Linked DNA regions of Mus musculus: region 2 is linked to region 1. Evidence: chromatin contacts called from public Hi-C data. All regions are on one chromosome and are shown on one strand. Each heading gives the region's core, a stretch centred on a gene start, on an enhancer-like site or on the middle of the called end of the contact. The rest is flanking DNA. Distances are from core to core; before and after follow the strand shown. Region 1 overlaps Moxd1 (monooxygenase, DBH-like 1). Region 2 has its middle 33 kb from the start of Gm15270.

What was found. Hi-C and Micro-C count contacts between places; a contact is called where the count stands out from the background.
Region 2: a Hi-C map of uterus shows a contact between it and region 1, with 6 times the contacts expected there. The contact joins two enhancer-like sites. A contact is called at or near these places in 4 of 15 datasets of contacts at CTCF or cohesin (the NIH/3T3 cell line, embryonic stem cells and stem cell-derived epiblast-like cells), 23 of 484 Hi-C or Micro-C datasets (the AML12 cell line, the C3H10T1/2 cell line, CD4 T cells and 13 more), 8 of 115 datasets of contacts at active chromatin or transcription factors (the NIH/3T3 cell line, T-cell acute lymphoblastic leukemia, astrocytes and 5 more) and 1 of 9 other capture datasets (embryonic stem cells).

The regions. Positions count from the first base shown.
Region 1 is chr10:24,290,935-24,298,433 of GRCm38.p6, forward strand. The region is part of intron 10 of Moxd1 (monooxygenase, DBH-like 1); the gene reads left to right. Among named protein-coding and RNA genes, the nearest start is that of Moxd1, 71 kb to the left of the region's middle. Within about 2 kb of position 5,582, at least 7 of the 459 cell types and tissues checked have an H3K27ac peak or open chromatin away from gene starts, as enhancers often do. A contact at or near this core is called in uterus, where this site is marked.
Region 2 is chr10:24,624,947-24,632,431 of GRCm38.p6, forward strand. No RefSeq gene overlaps it. Among named protein-coding and RNA genes, the nearest start is that of Gm15270, 33 kb to the left of the region's middle. Within about 2 kb of position 4,340, at least 44 of the 459 cell types and tissues checked have an H3K27ac peak or open chromatin away from gene starts, as enhancers often do. A contact at or near this core is called in uterus, where this site is marked.

The DNA.
Region 1 (7,499 bases), core at 4,332-6,831:
GGGTTACCTCACTCAGGATGATACATTTACACAATGGAGTACTACTCAGCTATTAAAAGCAATGAAATTTTCAGGCAAATGGATGGAACTTAAATGGATGCTTCTTGCTTCATCCTCTATGCTCACCTTGGAGCATCTCCACAGACTCTCTCATTGCCTGATGGGCTTTGCCAATACCCCTAATTTCTATCTTCCCAGGAAATGGATTTTTACCACTTGGAACAGCAGGGAGAATTGCCTTGCAAAACAAGGCTAGCGGGGTGGGCTATCATTACCCAGAAAAATAACATTTTATTTTATGTTCAAATTTATTTTTAAAACAATGAGAAGAGGACCTCTATTCTAAAATGAGATGTTTCAATTTTAATAAACATTTTTTCACTGAGTCCGTCATCATTCAGACATAAGTAATAGTGAAGGCAAAACCAACTAAGTGCAGGATTACAGTCCAGAAGGTAGGACACGGGTTAGATGCCTTGTGATCGCTACTTTGATTAAAATGATGCACTAATAACTCTTTAGGATCCAGTGCTAGAAAAAGAGTACACTCCATCATGTTGCCCCAACTCCTCTCCTCTGTGCTTTTAATATCTTGATGGACTAGACAGGATGTTCTTTGTAAACATTTTGTAGCAATCTTGAGACTTAGATGGTGGTTTGATATCAAAGTTGAAGCATTTACATCTTGACTCGTTTTACTGTTTATTCGAGGGTGGGGGGAAGATGCAGTTTCTTTTTGCCTTCTACAGAGCTGGCAAAGCACAAGGAAAATCAAAGCACTCACAATGATAAGATCAAGAGTAGATGATAAAAGTGCACGGTCTGTGGTCCCACACCCCAGCTTTACATATGTACTGCGGGGAGGCTGTGACCGGAAATGAGGGGAGGCTGTGACCGGCAATGAGGGGAGGTTTGGCAGGAAATGAGGGGAGGCTGTGGCCAGAAATGTGGGAAGGCTTTATCTGGAAATGAAAGAAGGTTGTGATCGGAAAGGTGAAGAAGCTATGAAAGGAAATGTGGAGAGGCAGTGACCAAAACTTCCCTAGATTGTCAGTTCTGGAATCGAGAGGCATTTATAGGTGGTTAGAGGCTTGAACTCACACAAACTTCCTATAAAGAACCAAGCATGGCAGAGCATTTGTTTCAAAAGAAGGCCGAAGCAATCAGCTCAACTCTTGTCCCAAATAAACAATTCGGGCATCACCTGTATGTTACTACAGATTCTTTGTTATATGGATACCGATATGAAGATGAGTAGATTAAATTTAAAAGTGACAGTTTGAGCACTTCTCAAACAAAAGCTAACTGGTTATAATTTTGTTTCCATCTATCTGAACAAAGAAGCTGAATTAAAATAGAACTTTGTTGAATCAAATATATTTTGCTGTTGTTCTAACTCTGAGATGTTATTAGATAAAGGGGATTGAAGCAATCCTAGAGACATTAAGGTATCACAACGAAATTTTGTCACAAGTTTCACTTTTAGGACATACAAAGTGATAATGTACCTTCTATGGTCTCGTTTCTCACACCTTATGTCTATAATTTACAACTTTTGTATTTTCAAGATGTTTAATTTTCCATTTAATAGTGAAACAAACATTGCTACAATAGTTACCATGTGTATTTAAACCAATCCAGTGATTTGTTTTTTATTATTTTAAATTATGTGTATGGGGGAGGTTATGTACACATGAATGTAGATGGTCACACAGGGCAGAGGCATCAGCTCCCCCTGAGCTGAGTTAGAGGCAGTTGTGCACTGTGAGACTTGGATGCTGGGAATACAACTTGGGTCTTCTGAAGAGCAATACATACTCTCAACCACTGAGCCATCTCTCCCCCACTTTCCTGTAGGGTGTAAGTTGTACCACATGGTTTTCTTTAGCCTTGCGGTTTCAAGGTTCCCATCTCTTTTCTTGCTTATTCTGAGGGCTCTGCCCAAAACCTCATCAAACAGATTTGAACCTAGGCTTTCTTCTCACCATACCACAGCTGAAGGGTTAGATGACTCATTTTCTGTACACATACTTTCATATTTTGAGGGGAAAGGGTTGTGGAGTGGGACTGGATGCTCCCCAGTTCAATGTGTACATTGTTTCTGTCTTGGCTTCATTACCACTGTTGGAAGCTACCTTAACTTTGATGGGCTGAATCACTTTCATGGGGAACATGTCAGCTTTGGACCGGGTTGTCCAGTCTCTTGCCACTCTGGAGCCTGCCTCCTGTCTGGGAGACTCCCGCTGGCGGAGTTCTTTCCAGTCATTCACAAGAACATATGAGCAGATTAGGAGACACTACTGAGACTATTTTGCCATCTTTCTCCATTAAGATCAGCTTGTGACGGTCATGGCGTGGTGTCCCATCTTGGTTTTGTTTTCTGCTTCATGACCTGCTTCCAGCTGCCGTGTTTATCTTTTATGTCAATCGCTTGAGGCATCATTTAAAAATCAAGGTGTGCCAATTTTAAATGCAATCTTAGAAAATGTCGTCGATGTCATACCCATCCTATCTAATTAGAACATGAAGAGGTTTGGCAATCCTACCTCCTCCATAAAGTTCTGGGAAGCTGAATGTGTGTGTGTGTAAATTTGTTATTTCCTGTATTTTTTATGCAAGTACAGTTATGGCATGTGCTTCTGTGTCTGGCTCCTTTATGAAGAATGCTTCTGAGATTTGTCCCTGTTTGTGGCGGTATCAGTCAGTGCCTTTTCCTTACTGAGTAATATTCCCAGAGTGGATTCATCCCCTACATGCCTGTCACTATGGAAACACAGTTCCAGTGAGCTGTAAACGTTCACGCCACATCAAGGGCTACTGGGACCACTGCACCCCTTCCCAGCCAGCCTGCATGTCCCTTGTTTGGTATGTTGCATCCCCAGACCATTCTGCAGCTAATCTTCAGAAGTACAGCAAGAAAGGTCGTTCCCTGGAGTCATTTGTGAGTCTGTGAGATTCCTTTTTGCTTTTTGATACATGTTTTGTATATTGTCCGATTGGACTGTTTGTTTTCTTATTGAATTATAAGTGCTCTTTATATTGTGGATACTCATCGTTAGATACTGAGCCACAGGTCATTTCTCTATATATTCCATTCTATCTATGGTTTCATTTTCATTGTTTCACTGTGATTGTCAAGGTTCTGTCTGTCATTTTGTGTCTCGTTTTGACTTTTGTAATCACCTCCATGCAATCTTTGTAAACTGTACATCATTTTCCTCTCTGAAACTTTATAGTTTACCTTTCACATTTCGACAGATGATTCATTTTGATTATATTTTTCTTATAGAATAAGGCAAATTTAAAGCTCGTTGGTTTTCAAAGAACCATTTTGTATCTTTAAGTTTTTCAAACCCTACTTTCAATGATGGTTCTTAAATGTTTTAATCTTCATGTAACCCACCACCCACCAGAGGTTGTGGAAAAGAAAGGATACAGGGTGGGGGAAGTGGACCTGTTTAGAAACGTTCTCAGCAACTCAACTTCCATCAATGTTGTCTGGGAATTGGCAGTTCAGTTCACAGGTTTGCAGGTGGCAGAGCTCAACTCACTCTCAAACAGCTCACAGGTACACCAGCAATCCAGTTCGGTAGAGTCTGGTTAGCAACAGTGGTGGCACTGCCTAGCAGAGACAGCCGGACCTCAGCCTTTGGCTCAAGTCAGCAGGAGGGACCAGAGAGGAACACCAAGAGAAGCTTTTGGCTGTGAATGGTCAGTGAAGAAGAGAGTCCCACAAGCAACAAGCATTGCACAGCTAGCTGTACCAGCAAGCCAAGCTCTGTCTCTATTGCTCCATAGAGTCCCATTATAGCATCACGTGTGCCTTGTCTCAGCACGGGTCTTGCCCCAGCAAGTGCATCCAATCAGCCCAAGTCCTTGGAAACAGCAACAAACTGCAGCACACCACCAGAAGTTTTTTGGTGCGTTTCTCTCTAGGCCTCCCGACAAATGTAGCTCAACTACACAATGTAAGGCAGAGCATACTCGTGTGGTTAGCAAAGAATCCTTCATCAGGTGTCCTTTCACGCGCTCGCTTTAGCAGAACATCCTCTCTCCTGTGTCTGCTTCAGCGAAATGATCCTTATGAATTTGCCTTAGCCTTTCACACCTGTGTCCACTTTAACAAAATATTCCTTCATGTGTTCGCCCAGCAAAACACCATCCAACTGACTTTCCAAAGAACCCTTAAGTTTCTGTTTTACTATTTAGTGAAAGAAAACTGCCTTTAAGGTATTTTTCAGTGTGTGTGTGTGTGTGTGTGTGTGTGTGTGTGTGTATGTGTGTGTGTGTGTGTAGGACAATGTGCAGGGGTTAGTTATTTCCTTCCACCTTGTGAGCCCCAGGTATAGAATTTACACTGTAAGGCTTGGTGACAGGCATGTGTGCCCTGAACCATCTTGGAGTCCTGAAACCCACCTTTTTACCATGAAATTTGGAATTTTAGTTATTTGATGATACGTTGACTCTGGAAGGGACTCTATTTCATGGCTGTGTATGTATGATACTTCAGTACCACACTTGACTATTATAGATTTAAGTAGGAAAATAAAGTCTGTAAACTCCTATTTGTTGTTACCCTTTCCCAAATTAATTTGATACTCTAGGTTCATTATATTTTTATAGAGATGATTAAGACAATCTGTTAGTTTCTTAAAACAAATAACCAAACAAAAACCTACAAACCCTACTTGGATGTGCTATAGAAATCTCAGGACATGCAGAAGGAAATGACTAGCCACCAAATAAAGACTAGACATCCCCAATTAGCAATCTAACATCCCCTGTTTCCAACCCTGGACAAGAAGTTTAAGAAACAAAGAAGCAAGCAAGCATTAGAGACCAGTGGGGATCCATGCGGTGTATGGAGCCCTCTGCGAACATGAAGTGCTGCACTCATTCAAGCACTTTCTCGCTTTCCTCAGTTCTGTTTTATAGTTTCTAGTGTAAATGTCCTTCACCTGTTTTGTAAATAATATTTTAATACCTTCCTGTGCTAATCATTAAGCTGACTGCAATTTTCAAAGCTTGGTATTTCTCTAAATTGTCTATAGATTAAGCTTATCTTTATGTAGTTGTTCACATGCTTAATAATTTCAGACTGTCTCTAACTCTTTAATATCCTTGTCAGTGTGACTGGTCAGGATGTTTAGGACCATGCATGCAGCTTGACTACTGAGGCCTGACCCGGTCGCAGGTGTCTGAGTTGGATCCCTGAATACCTGACCTGTGTCATCAGCAAATACCTCCACTCTTACTAGTTGGAACTTAAAAAATCTACCAGCTCTGGGAGCTCTCCAATTTTTTTAAAAATATTTCCCTAGTTCCTCTTTGTCTATCTTGTGCGATTTCATCCCGCACTTAGTTGTCCCTAATATGGACTTAAAGAGCAATCTGTATGCCAGGCCCCCTGTTCTCTACATGGAAACTCGTCACCTCTGACTCCCTTAACTCTGATTTTTGTCTCTTGAATTCCTTGCGATGGTCATTTTATTGTTGGAAATTCTCCTTTCTGTATTGTGATCCAAGGAGTGCTCACAGGCAGAGCTCTGGAATGAACACAGCGTTCAGACGTGACATGTCTTCATTTCCTCTGGGTCAGAGTTTTCTCATGCCTGTTTTCCAGTCTCCTAAGCAGGCACTCTGTACCGCTCTGTTCATGTGTGTTGGCTTTTTCCCCCCTGCACAGTAAGCTGGTGTTAGTTGCTCCATGTGGCCAGGAGTGAAAGTCTATTAATGAACATTCTGTTTGTTTTACTAATTTTTGACCATATGTTTATTTGTGCTATAGAAGGCAGTCTGTAGTGCTATTCATTCGGCTGTATGGACCCGGGGCTGCTTCTTGGCTGGGTTAACCCACTTCCCTTCCTTCTCCCCACACCTCTTCCTGCTCCTAAGAACGACTCCAGCGGGAAGACCTTTAAAAGAACAGTGTGGTTCCAGGCAGATAAGAAGTCTAACAACTTACACATACAGGATATTTTCTTCCATCTGGTTTTATATTACATGGAGCAGGAAAGCCATGTCTAAAGTCATTAAATTTTAAATGCTTCCCTGAGTCAACTGAATTTACAAATAAAATTGTTAATGTTATGCAGAAAAAAATTAAAATACAAAATTAAAATATTGTGTGTTGCTGTAAATTTTGCTGTGTTATAAGACAAGCATACCTCAGAGTTTAAACTCAAGTTACAAAGGAAAATGATCCATCAGTACTAAAGTATAGTATTAACACAATTTTTTCAAATCAACTACAGTGATTATTGGTATTGTTTACTTACTTATAAGTGTGTCTAGGTAGACACACCCTGTACTTACTCGGGTGTTTTAGTTTCTGTAAGATTCTCCCTTCTTCTAACTTGACCCTACCCCAGTGATAGCAGGCTCATACATTATTCTTCATTTGTTTATTTGTTTTTTGTTTCCAAGATAGAGTAGCCCTGTGTAGCCCTGGTTTGCTCTGTAGACCAGGTTGGCCTCGAACTCAACTCCAAAGTGCCGGAAAAACAGGCAAGATCCACCAAACCCCGTCGGTACTTGTTACTTTCAGGGTGAATGTTTCTGCTAGAAGGCATAGACTTTTTTTTTCCCAAGCAAATAATTAGCATATTTGCTTTTGTTAAGGCTTCTCTCCTTCTCTCATGGTTCTGTAGGGATTTGAATTGCACTCTTAGAGAAGCTGGAAAGGTTAGAGGTGACAAAAAGGACATTTATTACCAGGGGTGGAGAGAGACAAAGTATGTGGCAAAGAGGCTCAGGGAGACTGGTACTGCGTTTTCAGATTCCCAGTCTTCAAGCCTCATCTCCAAGGCATGAACCATTGGGTTTGCTCCCGTCCTCTGGTTGTCCTACCAGCTCATGTAACTTCCACTCTTTTCTTTCTGTGAACTCTCCATAAACATTAACTTAATGTTTTTTTTTTTTTATAGAATCAAAGATTTTAAAGTCATCTCTGCAGAATGCTTACAGTGTTCACTTTGGCCAGCAAAGCTGCACAAAAGTCAATTTTAGAACTTTAATCACATCAAATGCCTTAGTAAAAGTTCAGGCGTCCCCTTGTGGTCTTTCCTGGGATTGCAGGCAGATACTTCCAGTGCCCATCCTGCAATTCCTGTATTCCATTTACATACATAGTTTAAAATTTTTTTGCAACATATACATCTTCTCCCTTCAAAGGTAAATGTTATTATAATATTTAATATCAAATTAACTTATAATAAGTAAAATAAATAATAAATATCATTAAATAAAACTAGGAGCAAATTTTAAATGCAGAATATGCAAATTTAACAGGCTTCTTTCCAATCAAGGTCTGCTCTACCGCAATTCTTGGTTATATGTCACCAGAATTTGCTGAGAAAATGCTATAGGTCTGAGAAAACTGTGTGATATATTTAATGTAGAGAGATGCAGATTATTCCTAAGTTACTGGACTCAATTTTAAAGACAGTGTGAAGTAATGCATTTAAGACTCTACAAAGAAATTTTTACTTTAGTTGGGG
Region 2 (7,485 bases), core at 3,090-5,589, 330 kb after region 1:
TCCAATAAGATGATAATCCAAAACAGAGATTGTATTCAACGTGCCCAAATGTGACTGTGCTGAGAGAGGTGGCATTAGGAAGTGACTCCAGACAGCAAGCTCAGATTCATCTCTAGTATAAATCTGTTTATGCTCAAGTAATAAACGAGCAGGTAGCTTGATATCCAAATCCAAATCTCTAATCAGATGCGCAGAATATTCAGCATGATCCTGGAGCTAGCTTCAGGAAACCCGACTCTTAAACCGCCCCCCCCCCTCCCTTTTCCCGGAAGTTCTTCACTTCTGTGCCTGTTGCTGCAGTTCTCACAGTCACATACCGCCACCTGCTGGGCGAAAGTCGTAGCGCAGAAGGACAAAGTATCTGCAAGAACAACAGAATCCTAAGCATCTATGGCTTCCAGGCCTTTGTCCTCTTCTGTGTCACTACGAACACAAAGTCTGACGTATTAGCAAATATTCCTGGTGGTTGCCGAATCCACTGACGGTCCTACTAAACACTTTCACGTGCGTGTTGAGTCCATCGACAAGCCCAGACGTCATTGACGCTCGAGATACAAAGAAAGCCGGCCTCCCTGTGTGAGTCGTCCTCGCTGAGAGTCCCTCAGTAGATGCTCAGAAATGAGGCTCTAGGTCTTTGGATAAGCAATTCTTGTTTCCCAAGCAACTTATGTGGCGCCTGTGTGTCTGGTTCACGAACATACAAGCTTCAAATGGCCCTAAGATTGCCTAAGCCAACCATATTGAAGGCTGGTACTTCACAAATACTACAAATATTACAAAGGTCCCATAATATCCACTGTATTTTAGCAATCACGCGAGAGAGGAATTTTTGGCAAAATGATTACAGGTTTTTCACTTCTGCATCAAATATAACTGTAAGGGCCACCTAGAATTTACTACCATTTATCTTCCTCAGGATGAGAACTTTAGAGTATGGAGGGAAAAACAAAATCAAACCCCAAAGAACACACAGCAATCATCGCAAAAGCAATTATTAATATTATCACTGATTTTCATATAATTACAATGTAAAATGTAATTACAAACAATGTAGTTTTATTAAAATGTTTCCCAGAGTACAAATTTTTCTTAGTATTATTTTTCTAGGTGATATGAAATGCATTTGGGGAGTGTGTGTGTGCTTGTGTGTGTTTGTATGTGTGTGTATGTGTGTGTGTTTGAATGTGTGTATTTATGTGTGTATGTGTGTGTTTGTGTGTGTATGTGTTTGTGTGGGGGGGGTGTGTTTGTGTGTGTGTTTGTATGTGTATGTGTTTGTGTGTGTGTGTTTGTGTGTGTGTGTTTGTGTGTGTGTTTGTATGTGTGTGTTTGTGTGTATGTGTTTGTGTGTGGGGGGTGTTTGTGTGTGTGTTTGTATGTGTGTGTATGTGTGTGTTTGTGTGTGTTTGTATGTGTGTGTTTGTGTGTGTGTATGTGTGTATTTGTGTGTGTATGTGTGTGTTTGTGTGTGTGTTTGTATGTGTGTGTTTGTGTGTGTGTTTGTATGTGTGTGTTTGTGTGTGTGTTTGTATGTGTGTATTTGTGTGCGTTTGTGTGTGTTTGTGTGTGTGTTTGTATGTATGTATTTGTGTGTGTGTTTGTATGTGTGTGTTTGTGTGTGTGTTTGTATGTGTGTATTTGTGTGTGTATGTGTGTGTTTGTGTGTGTGTGTGTGGGGGGGGGTGATCCTAGGCCCGTGTATCAAGGAGAAGGCTCTACCATAGAACTGTATTGTCAGTCCAGCCACTGAGATCTGTGTGCTCCAGTGCTCCTCAGTGTTAGGAGTGGAAGACTCAGTCGTGTTTCTTGTATGCTCTGATGAGGTGTACATTAAAATGTTAACCTTGCTCTTACTATCCACGAATACTGCCATCCTTCCCACCTACGAAGTCCGCGGTGTCCGATAAGATGTCATGTGTCCTTTCTGGGAGGCACACAATCACTGCTGCATAGCATCATGTGTTACGATCAGTGCAGTCAAGCCAAGAAATGAGGCCACAGAGAGCCGAAAATGAGAAGGGACATTCTCTCTCTTGCAAATGGCATGGGCGTCTATGAGAGAACATCAGGGGAACTTAAAAATCATCCTAAGACGAGCCAATATGAGTTTACCAAGGTTGTGGGATATAAGACAGTTTTATAAAAAAAAAATAATTTTAAGCTGGGCGTGGTGGCGCATGCCTTTAATCCCAGCACTTGGGAGGCACAGGCAGGCGGATTTCTGAGTTCGAGGCCAGCCTGGTCTACAAAGTGAGTTCCAGGACAGCCAGGGCTTATACAGAGAAACCCTGTCTCGAAAAACCAATAAATAAATAAATACATTTTAACTCTATATGTCAGTAATGAACACTTTGAAACCAATATTTAAAACATAACGCTTCTCTGCTCACTGTGGCTCTGTTCCGACCTTGCAGCGGCGGTATTGGCCTGGCTTCTGGAATGGACAGAGTCCACCAGGAAAGACTGGGGTCGCGAGGAGCTGGGGAGGGAGGGGCCCTGTCTGCGGAAGGTAGGGTTAGATCATTAGCTCAGTGACCTCCTAGGGTTTCCATGTGCTGTGTTCTCATCCTATAGCTGGTTTGGTAATGATCTGCAAGTCCCGGTGAGCAACAGCACAGCTCCGCCTGACGCTCTCATTAAAATCCATGCAGCCAAACTCTGCACGTTGTAGCAGCCTTGCAGAGCCTTGCAGAGCCTCGCAGAGCCTTCTCAGCTTGGGGGGCTGGGGACCCAGTCAGCTGAGAGGCCGTCTAGGCTCTACATAGGTATATGTGTACAAAGGAAATTTTCTTTTAAAACATGTTTCTTTAAGCCCTTTTAAGTAATAAAGGACCCAGTGCAGGTGGGTGTGTTTGTGGAATTCTGTAAGCGTAGAATACAAAGTTTAGTGACTATTTGAACTGGGCTGAGGCTGGTAAGACTATAAAGCAGCGGCCCATAAGGACTCTTAAGCGCTGGAGCAAAGGAGCCGCCCCGCTTCCCGCTTCCCAGTCTGCCTAGCCCAGCGGGGGCTGCCCCCATTCCTATAGCCCAGGGACCCAGCTTGCAATTGGTAGTGTCAGACGTGGCATGTAGCTTTGCCTTGGTTGTGAGATGATTTCATGGGGGGGGGGGGGGGAATTCCTTGGAGGCTCAGAGCAACTGGCCCAAACTCTCCTCCAGTTGGAGGCTCGAGCGCCCTCAGAAAGGACCCTGGCCGATGTCCCCGCAGAGCTGAGGTGCTGTTGTCAGGGCTAACTTGAAATCTCTTCCCGTGGTGCCCATCCTCTGACTCTATAGCACCAGCTTGGACAGGTTGAGGTCTCTGTGGCTTTGTTGAGGCTGCTTAAGCATTCTCACCACCATGTCCCTCTTCTGCATTAGCACTGCCTCCTGCTGCAATAATTTAATAAAGTCTTTGTAGTCACTCAGTCAAAAATAAAAAATAAAAATAAAAAACATAATGCTTCGTACAACTGCTAAAAAAAAAATGAGAACTTGGGTATATATTAAAGATAAATGTGCTGAAAACTCCAGACACTCGTAAAAGAAAGACTGGATCAGTTGTAATCACAGACTGATCGACAGAGTAAAAATTTTACCTCTCCCCTAACTGACACCCATGTCACTGCACTGGTGTAATTCTTTCTGTGGCGCTAGAGCAGTGATCTCAACTTTCCTCGGGCTGCAATCAGTTAACACAGTCCCTCATGCGGTGGCGACCTCCAACCTTCACAATCCATAACAATTTGCTACTGTTATGAATCTTAATGTAAATATTTGATATGTGACCGTGCCAAGGGTTGTAGCCCACCGGTTGAGAACCACTTCTCCAGCGACTTATTTTGTTTGTTGGTGGGCTCACTGGGGTTTGGGTATGTAAACAATTGTGACACCTATAAACTTAGTCTCATTTCTCCTTTCTGAGCCTGTATTATTTTATTTCCGTTTTCCTTATTCTACTGGCTCGGGCATATCGCACCATGTTTGAAGTGGCAGAGAGTTATCGGGACATAGACACTTTGCCTTGTTCCAGCTATAACCAGAATAGAAACCCCTGCTGCCCCTCGGTATGGGTGCCAACGAGCAGACAGGATCAGTGCTTCCCTCAGAGGGCTGGCAACCTGGTGGAGAAGCATGACTTTCTCCAGTAACAAGTTTTATAAGAAACCAGAACACCGACCATTCAGTCCTGCCTCTCTGGTCACGTTGCTCCTCTTGTCTTTGGATTCGTCATGCTGGTGGGTTTGTCCTTATTTCCTCTTGCCCGCCCTCCTTGTTATCACCCTTCCCTGTGTAGGGAGTTTTATACACCCAGGCCAGCCTTTGAGTCACCATTCTTCCCAACCATTATCTGAGTTACCTTTAGGTTAAAGATTAACTCCCGTCAGTTAACAATGTGCGCTTTCTGGGCAGCACACAGTGTGTGCGTCCAGATTCCTGCATACAGTGAGAAGTACAAATGGCCTCTCATGACTCAAGAGAGACAAGAGCCTCTATCCTTTTCAACAGTATGAAGTACAAGTGTGCTCATTTAGAGCTTAAAGTGTCCCCATCTGTCCCCTTCACTATCAAGGCTCAGCAGGATGTGTGCTTTGAGAAAGCCATCAGTGTCTTGGAGTCTGTGCAGATCGATAAAACAAAAGCATCCAAAACAGATATAAAAATGAATCGGCAAGCTTGGGAGGATTCACCCTCCTTGATTTTAACACTCAACATGAATGGAGGATATCCACAGCAGGACAGACAGATAAACAGACTGAGGAGTCAGAATAGATACTCCAATGTGAGTCCACAGAAATACACCCAGCTCTTCCTGACAAGGGCCTACAAGCAAGTCAGTACAAAGAGAACGCCATTTCGCCATGCAGTGGTCGAGTTATTAAGGGAGGAGTATGAACCTCAATCTAAACCTTACAGATGGTTCAAAATCTGACCCCAAACTGTAAAAGTTTTAGAAGATATTATAGATAAAAATCTTCAGGATCTAGACTTGATGAAAAATTATCTCATTGACTCAACATTATAATTCGTAGGAGAAAAAAATTAAAATAAAACCAAGTTAAAATTAACTAAAGTTTAAAGTATTTGTGATGGAAAAGATCCTATTATAAGAGTCTGAAAAAGAAGGCACATGGTGTGAGAATATATCTGCAACTACTGCAGCGCCGGATCTAGAATTTGAAAAAAAAAATCAGCATGTAACAAAAAAATTAAGTAATTTCCAGGAAGTATGCAAAAGATATAATAAGATATTTTTAAAAGAAGAATTTACAAATGGTAAATAGTCCCATTGAAATATATTCAACACCCGTAGGAAACTGTACAAATTTTGACTGCTATAAGATATCTATAAAAGCAAATGTGAAAAATACGTGGATTTAGAACAAGTGACCATATAAAGTATTACAGCTGCTGTGGGGAATAAAGACCCAGATACGCACTTACTGCGTAACAAAGCAACTCTCTTCATGGTCACTAAACACACAGAAATAAAAACATTTTGTTCACACAAAACCTGGGAACCCCATAGTTGTTCTATATGAAACAGATTAAAAACTAGAAATCTTCCACAAAATGCCCATCCGAGGGGAATGAGTAACCCGAGTTGTACATCACGTCAAGGACCTTATTTGCTGATATAAAGTAACATAAAGGGACTGGGCACAGGAAGGTGTGCCAAGTGGGGAACGCTTTCAAAAGGTTGCATTGTGTGTCTCTATGTACGTGGTGAGAGTTAGTGAAGGCTGGTGCGTTCATTTTAGTAAACAAAGGAATGGATGAGTGATTTCAGGGATGGGTGTAGGAGTTTGATGCTTATACGCAGAACATTTTGGTGAATGAAAATTCTTATCGTTTAGTAACAGGACAACTTACTGAAAGCGGTCTTGCTCCTACGATCCTTTTTCTTTAAGCAGAACAATTCCAAGACTGGCCAGCAGGGGGCGAACAATTCCTCAGCGCAGAGCGACCGCTGTTTAGTTTTTTCTGCAGCTCACATTCATTCTGCCCTGATGCTCTTACATGGGGGCGGTTTTTTACATTTCTTGTGATTTGTTTGTTTGTTTGTTTCATATTAGTAACAATCAAGCGTGTTTTCCATCTGTACCCAGGACTTAACATCCGTCATAGCAACGCAACCTTCCACATTCACTGTGATTTTTTTTAAGTGATGGTTTATAAATCAAAACATAAAATTCTAATTTTAACTAATTTGAAGCAAATTACATTTCAGTAGCATTAAATATATTATCATTGTTTAGGACAAGATATCAAAAAAAATTTCATCCTAGGCTGGGCATGGTGGCTCATACCTCTGATCAGAGCACTCACGAGGCAAGGATCTCTGTGAGTTCGAGGCCAGTCTTGTCTACAGCGTGAGTTCCAGGACATCTAGGCCTACATAGAGAACCCTGTCTCAAAAACAGAACAATGCTTTCATCCTATAAAGCACTGAATGACTGTTTATGCCCCGCCCCCTTTCCCTAACTCCAGGCAAACTCCATGCTACTGTCTGTGTCTGCAAATGTGACTTATTTAGATTCTCTCATCTGAGTATTCGGACCCACACCTTCCAAGTCTATCCAAGCAGGAACATGTAGGAGAAGGGCATCTCACTGTGTGTGTCCACGCGCCACCTTCTGTTCACGTATCAGTGGCTGCGATGAGTCCTGCTGCTGTCTATAGAGGAATATGGAATCAGCACACATACCGAAATGGCTTGGGTCTCTTTAAGGAACAAATACATGTACAGAAGCAGAGCCAGACCTGCTCGTTGTTATATCTGTGTGCTTCTCCAAATGCCAACTAGCCTAGGAATTACACCGAATCTACTTGAAAGATCTGCATGACGGACTCTGGCGGTGATGGGCAGCACCTGCCAACGCTGCGTGCTGGGTTTTAAGGTCACGATGTCGTAAAACTGTGGCAACTGACTCTGACTATAGGAGACTATAGTTAGTCTCCTTCACACAACTCAAGGGTTAGAGGGCAGAATACTTCCAAAGGGGCAGATTGTCTTACAAGGAAAAGGTGGGCACAAGAATGACGTAAACCACCACCACCCCTCTGGAGAAACCACATCAAAAGCTTCCGAAATACAGACGAGGCTCCAACTTATCTTGCCAATCTTCTTATAGAAGAAGAAAAGTATTCAGAGAGCATGAGGGGTGGTGGGTGTCCTACATGGGGATGGTAGGAGGGAGCGATGAAAAGGGAGAAAATTATGTAATTATATTTTAATTTCAAAAGATAAAAATTAAAGGGGGCTGGAGAGATGGCTCAGCTGTTAAGAGCACTAACTACTCTTCCAAAGGTCCTGAGTACAAATCCCAGCAACCACATGGTGGCTCACAACCACCCATAATGAGATCTGACTCCCTCTTCTGGTGTGTCTGAAGACAGCTACAGTATACTGACATATAATAATAAATAAATCTCTTTTTTAAAAAAAAAGTAAAAAGAGGGCTGGTGAGATGGTTAAGAGCACTGACTGCTCTTCTGGAG